Regions from separate parts of the Hordeum vulgare genome. Here region 1 is linked to region 2. Evidence: chromatin contacts called from public Hi-C data. All regions are on one chromosome and are shown on one strand. Each heading gives the region's core, a stretch centred on a gene start, on an enhancer-like site or on the middle of the called end of the contact. The rest is flanking DNA. Distances are from core to core; before and after follow the strand shown.

Region 1 (2,999 bases), core at 460-2,959, 280 kb before region 2:
AGGCCGGGGAAGCGCCGGAACGATCGCCGGAAGAAATGGTGTGTCACGGGCGGCGGCGGAGCCACGGCTGGATTGGGTAGGTGGAGTTGCGAGCGGGCCCTCGAGTATGCCGCGCGCGGGAGCGGGCGCACCAAATAAACGGCGCGCGATGACGTTTTCTCCCGTGCGCTGAACTGGTTATGCTGCACGCACGGTTTTACCGTCTTCGCTGGAGCGTCCGAACCGGTAGCGCGTGCAAAAATGACTATTTTTTCGGCGTGACGCTTCTTTAGCGCATGTGCTGAAGATGCTCTTAAGGCCAGTTTACGCAGTTTATTCTAAACCCAAACAATTTTTTTAAAGTCTATTAATCAAGTCTTAATTAATAGTCTTTAAAATAAATAAATTTGATAGAGCTTTTAAAATAAGTTGGGTAGGAGGTAGGTTATTTCAACTTATTTTATAGAAAACAGAAAAAAGAACCGGGCCTTAGTCGCTGGAAAGAAGGGAAACAGCTTGTCGAGGGAAGGTAGAAGAGTGAGTGAAGCTGCGGGAGACAAACCACCGTGCACACTGAAGCCCGAAACTTAGATGGGAGGGACGGGTCAGATCACACATCACACGACTCAGCTGCTCGAGCCATCCGGCCAGCGAGCGGGGGGAGACGGTCCCTACGTACTACTACTACGTGCGGGCGTCGGATGGGGGGACACGGAACATGGCCGGAGCAGCAGCAGGGGCTGGGATGAGTGGTGGCGGATCGATCGGCATCGGCCGGACCCCCTGCTGGAAAGCGCCGATCGACCGGTGCCTACCGGCCCACTCGCTCGCAGCCTCGCGTCCCCCACCCTACGCTCCGATCCAAGTCCCCACCATCTGCTCCTGTTCCTCCGCTCCATATGCCGCTGCGTGCCGCTCGTTCTCGTCACCCCGGTTCGCTGTCCACGCATGTAGGAGTAGGAGCAGTACAATCGCGAGCCCGCACCTACCACCACGCACCGGTGGCTACTCCCAGGCAAACGCGGCGCGGTGTCGCGCAACCGCGGCGGTAGCACGGTTGCGTCCACGGGAAGACCACGCCAAAACTGCACTGCTGCTGGGGACTACGACTCGGGGACCCGGACAGCAGCCCAGGGAGACTTTGAGAGGAGGATGCAGGCGAGAGCAAGCAAGTTTTTGTTCCCTTGCCACGCCGGTCGCCTCGTCTCATCATCTCATCTGCCTGCCCCCTCCTCCATCTGCCCTCCCTCGTCGGTCGACGCACAACATCGCGTAATCAAGAGATCGCTTATCACCCACCGTACCCGTCGACGTCCGTCTCAGCCCAGCCCAGCCCAGCCCAGCCCCGCTTCAATTTCCACACACATAAATCACTGCGATAGCTAGCTAGTTCGTCTGAATTTCTGATAGCCCGGCACACAGATGCATGCCTCGCTTGCCGTCGCCCTGCTACGTTTCCCGTCGCCGTCAGAAATGAATTTTCCACGTCCTTTCTTCACGCGACACGAACGCGACCGATCGCGACCGCGGCGGATGCTTTCGGCTCGACTGTGCGGCCAGCCTCGATCCCCAGGCTAGATTTCTCCTCTTCCAAAGCGATGACCGCGCGAAAAGATTAGCACAAATAGAGCGGCAGCACGACCGACCCGGTGCATGGCGCACATTGACACGCCATTACGGCGCTGGCTTTGGTTAGCACCTGTAATCTTTCCTGCATGCGACGTCGCCGTCGAGGAGAGGCGGAATCTTTGGGCTATGGCTATGCTTTGTCTAAACGTGAGTGGGGGCTGCACAGGGCCAACGGTGCTCCCGCGTCCAATCAATCAGGGCCACGCTATGGAGAAATGCTCCTGTCATGTCATGTGCCTGTTAGACTTGGCCAATTAACTACTCCTGGTGAGGACACTAGTTTATCCATGGGATAATCCAGTCATGCGCTAGCAACAATTCAACAGATGCAATTTTAGCTAGGCTTCGGCTTCTGCATGCACTTTGTGATTATATACTCTAGATCAGGAGAAATATATGCATGTACCTTTTACTACTTAGAGAGCAGCTCGTGTTTTTCGTGTGTGTGCTTCTAATTAAGTGCTGCCAGGGTAAGGTGACTTTGTTATTCTTTGGAAATCCTTGTGAAAGATGGGTGAAGCAATGAAAGTGATATACCACCACCGATTAGAATTAGAAACAGTGAAAAGCAGCATGGTAAAGGGACTGGTAAAAGAGGCTAGAAAACTTATTTTTTCTTCTTCTCTTGAGTGGGTGAGACTGTGACAAAAAAGGCTTCTTTTCTAGGAGAATATTTAGGCAATATACTGATCAGCGTACTGTTCATCAAACTTTAAATCTTGTTGTCCCCCACTTTTAATAATTAATTTCCACTGAAAAGGAATAGTCATCCAAATTGTACTGATTTTAGATTCAGTAATTAGTATTAAATGAAATGGATGGCAATTTGAAAAGTAATCAATACACTCCTTTATATCATCACAAAAGAATTATGGACACGTCTAGGGAGCAGATAGCGCTCCAGGGCGGTCGGCTCAAATAGGAAACTTTTGATCTCTAATTTAAAAAAGAAATCATCTGTCTCCCTAATCCTAGTATAAGGAGAATTCTAATTCATGTTAGAGAGAAAGAGTAACATGTAAAAAGAAATAAGTGCAAAAACATATGTGAATAAGTGTGAACACATTGTTGGAACATTTGCGACATGCTCTCCAAAACAAGATCCCGCGTGGGGTATGTTTGGATGAATTTTATTTTTTGTGCAACTTAATTCTTGTTTGATGTAACTGTTTAGGAGTCAATGTGCAACTAAATGATAGTCATTGTGAAAAAATTCTACTTGTGGGCATGCGACTTTTACTTACATGAACATATGTGAACCCATTTTATCCGGGTTTTCTTTTTCTAAAAAAAGTAATAAATTTTATGTCAAACATCGGAATTACAATCAGTTTTCACCGTTGAAACCCGTGCGATGTGCTCATCGAAACTAGATCCTGCATGAGTATATT
Region 2 (3,202 bases), core at 669-3,168:
ATTGCGGTTTATATTTTCCAAAAAGTTATGGGCTATCGCCGTATGAGGCCGAGCACTCTATCTCGTCAGTGTCTCTTTCCGGATAGTAGTATTTGTGCGAACCATGGAGCCGTACCTCTTTGCTAAAAAACGAATGTGGCCGTAGCTCTAGGGCTCGGAGGCGGAGCTATGCCGTTGGATAGATACAATGGGGGAGAGAGGAAGATGGAGGATGCATTATAAAATGGGTGATATAGAATAGATGGGGCGTTGTACGTCAAATCAATACAGTACGCCGAAGTCTATATATAGGTAACAAACTGTTTTTATAAGGTTGATTGAAGTGACGGAAATATGATAGAAAATGGGATTGTCTATGGGTATATATAGTCAATCTTTCCCGCAAAAGAATATAGTAAAGTTTATCCACAAGGTATGGGCCAAGATTTTCTAAATGCAGGTATGCATCCGAACCCTATAGTCGTATGCGACTGACCAATACAAACTTTTCTTGTAAGTTCAAAATTTGTATGAAAACAACCGTGCACGTAGAGGAGGACAGACGCAAATATGGGCATGTACTTTTTTTCTACTGTATAATCCAAAAGTCCAAAACATCCATGCATGCTGCGACCTGTCAAAAATCGATGAAGTGAACAAGCAGCGCTGCAAATCACCGCCGCTCGCGCTGTTTACGGGTGTGCAATGAGAGTTCCCCCGACATGATAGAGGTTCGCCGAACCGAAATTGTACACGAGAGGCATGCACTCCCAGCTCCGGCCGCTGCAGCATGATTCCCGGAAGAGTCTCTGACCCCGACCAGGTGCATGCATGCATGTATGTTGCAACGATTCACCTGCCCACTATCGCTAGCCGCGCGAATGCAGCCGTCCGCGGCCCTTGATCTGGCCGGAAGGGTGCAGCTTGGATGGAGCACGGCCATGGAGGACCGGCCGGCCGCGCGCATGCAGCAGGCTAGGGTCAACCAATACAAGTCACCATCCATGGAGCGCTCTTCCTCTCCGTGTGCCTGGTGCGGGTGCGGCGGGCACCGTGCCACTGTCACTGTGGCGACGGAGAGCACCTCCGATCCATTGACCCAGGCCCGGTCCCCCGCTCTCCAAATTGCACATGCGCTCGCTGTCCCAGGGGCATTGCATCTGTGCCTAAAATACACATGGTCGATGGAGCATGGAGGGGCCGGGTAGATGCGGGCACACATGCACGAGGCCGACAGGGAATCCGGATCGATTGGAGCAGGTAGATATTTCGCTGACGCCCAACCAATGCAAGCTAGACGCGCGCGACGCTGTACATATACTACACGCTACGCTACGCTACGCGTCAACGTGCGCAGATGGAGATAGGCGCGCGCTGGCTGGCAGGCAGCGTGCTCGCTGACGATTCCCTGCGCTCGTGCACGGTCTCTCTCGCCGGTGGCACTTGTTTTCTTTCTTCTCCGCGGTCAGACGAGATGCTCCGTCGGCGAGTTCTGCGTCGAGCGGCTCACTAAAATCTAATTCGCAATCAGTCTCATCGTCGTGTTGCCGTCAGTAATCCTGCTTGACTACTTGCTGCTTTGAGTGGCTCACTGTCCGTTAAAGGAAACCCTCTGCAAATCGGAGGCAGGATCGGGCAAAACGGAGTGGGCGATCGTGCCGGAGCACCGCGCGAAAATTGACTCGAGATCGAAAGCGGGGCGAGGGCAAAAGGGGCGCCAGCCTAGTGCACGACGCACCGGCGAGGAAAGAAGACGAGTCCATGTCGAGGGGTGGTCAGAGCACCGGCCGCTGCCGCTGCCGCTGCCATGCCAGTGATGCCACTGCCGATCGATCGATGATGATTCCATTATTCGCGAGCCGAGTCTGCATGCAGCAACAAACAGGGGCACATGCATGCTCTCCGGAAGGTACACGGTGCGGCGACCACACGTACGTACGCTAGCTTACGGTGAATCCTGACGCGGGATATTGTTGCATTCATCGGTGAGCAGCACCAAATGTCTCTGTGGCCGGCCGTGGAAAAGAAGAGCCGTATGCCTGCATGTGAACACCACCAGCAGCGCTGCTACTTGGGCCTCTTGATATATACCACGTAGAACCTCACCGAAACCTTACACGTTGGTGGATGGGAAGATAAGCGTGATTGAACTGGTCACCTTTCGTTGGTGCAAATCTTTGGGAGACTCACTGGACTGACTTCATCAGAACAGGGGAGGCCCAACCGAGAGCCAAAGAAACCAGGGTTATCTTATTCCTCCTACTATTTATACTTTGCTGACAGCGATCAGTCAAGACTAAGTGGGAAAGAAGAAGCAACAGAGGAACAAACTTATCCTCGACCTCCCCCTGTTCGCTTAAAAGAAGGAGCATGATCAATTTTTTTCTACTACTTGCTTAGCTGTGAAGCAACAGTGACGTCTTTTGCATCTCAAAGCGTGTGCAAGTGCTCCCAACTGTGCTGCATTGCGCTGCACTGCGTCGCAATGGTGGTGGTGGTGGTGGTGATGGTGGTGGTGAGGTGAATCTCCTGAGTGGAGAGTCAAGGTGGACTCTGTGAGCTTGCTCAAAAGGAGGGGGAGCGCAATGGCGACGGCACTGATGGGACTTGCCAAAGCAAAGCAAAGCAAAGCCAAGCGTATAAATACTCTTCTCATGGGATATAGATGGATAAAAAGTGGAGCGGCGTGTGAGGCTCGTAGACTCCCATGGTGCTCCTCCTACTTGCTACGTCGTTTTCTTTTTCCTTTTCTTTGTTGTTGTTTTATTCATCTGTTGTTTAGAACTGGGTGTCACTGAATAAAGTAGCAGGGGGTGAGAAAGTGGTGGGAAAAGGTGGTACTTCTCATTAAGGTAGGTAATTGTTTTGGCTCCTAGGATGACTGGACCTTCACCTAGCTTGGATTTGTAAAACGATTAGTCTAATCTAATTAGTCTAATGTATATGCTCATGGGAAGAAAGGTGGCTTGTTTTTGGCAAGAGGGGGGAGTTTAGAATGAGTCATGCCACTCCCTGTGTGCCCTCTTCAGGGTAAGTGGAAATCATGTTGTCTCGACTCTCGAGATTCTTGAGAAGAACAAAGGAAAAGTGAAACTCCCTCCGATCCGAATTAAATTAGATTCTGGCTAAGAAGAGGAATAAGGGGACGGCGCCGGCAGAAAAGATCATGTGAAAAATGCTATTTGCCATGCTTTGCTTTGAACAGAATATTAAGAATATTGAT

Evidence for each region. A called contact is a pair of places that touch in the nucleus more often than the background predicts.
Region 1: a contact with region 2 is called in a Hi-C map of seedling, with 2.9 times the contacts expected there. The contact joins two enhancer-like sites. A contact is called at or near these places in 2 of 6 Hi-C or Micro-C datasets (leaf and seedling).

What each region holds. Positions count from the first base shown.
Region 1 is chr6H:489,142,736-489,145,734 of MorexV3_pseudomolecules_assembly, reverse strand. No RefSeq gene overlaps it. Among protein-coding and RNA genes, the nearest start is that of LOC123404356, 150 kb to the left of the region's middle. Within about 2 kb of position 1,709, at least 3 of the 3 cell types and tissues checked have open chromatin away from gene starts, as enhancers often do. A contact at or near this core is called in leaf and seedling, where this site is marked.
Region 2 is chr6H:488,866,342-488,869,543 of MorexV3_pseudomolecules_assembly, reverse strand. No RefSeq gene overlaps it. Among protein-coding and RNA genes, the nearest start is that of LOC123403431, 55 kb to the right of the region's middle. Within about 2 kb of position 1,918, at least 3 of the 3 cell types and tissues checked have open chromatin away from gene starts, as enhancers often do. A contact at or near this core is called in leaf and seedling, where this site is marked.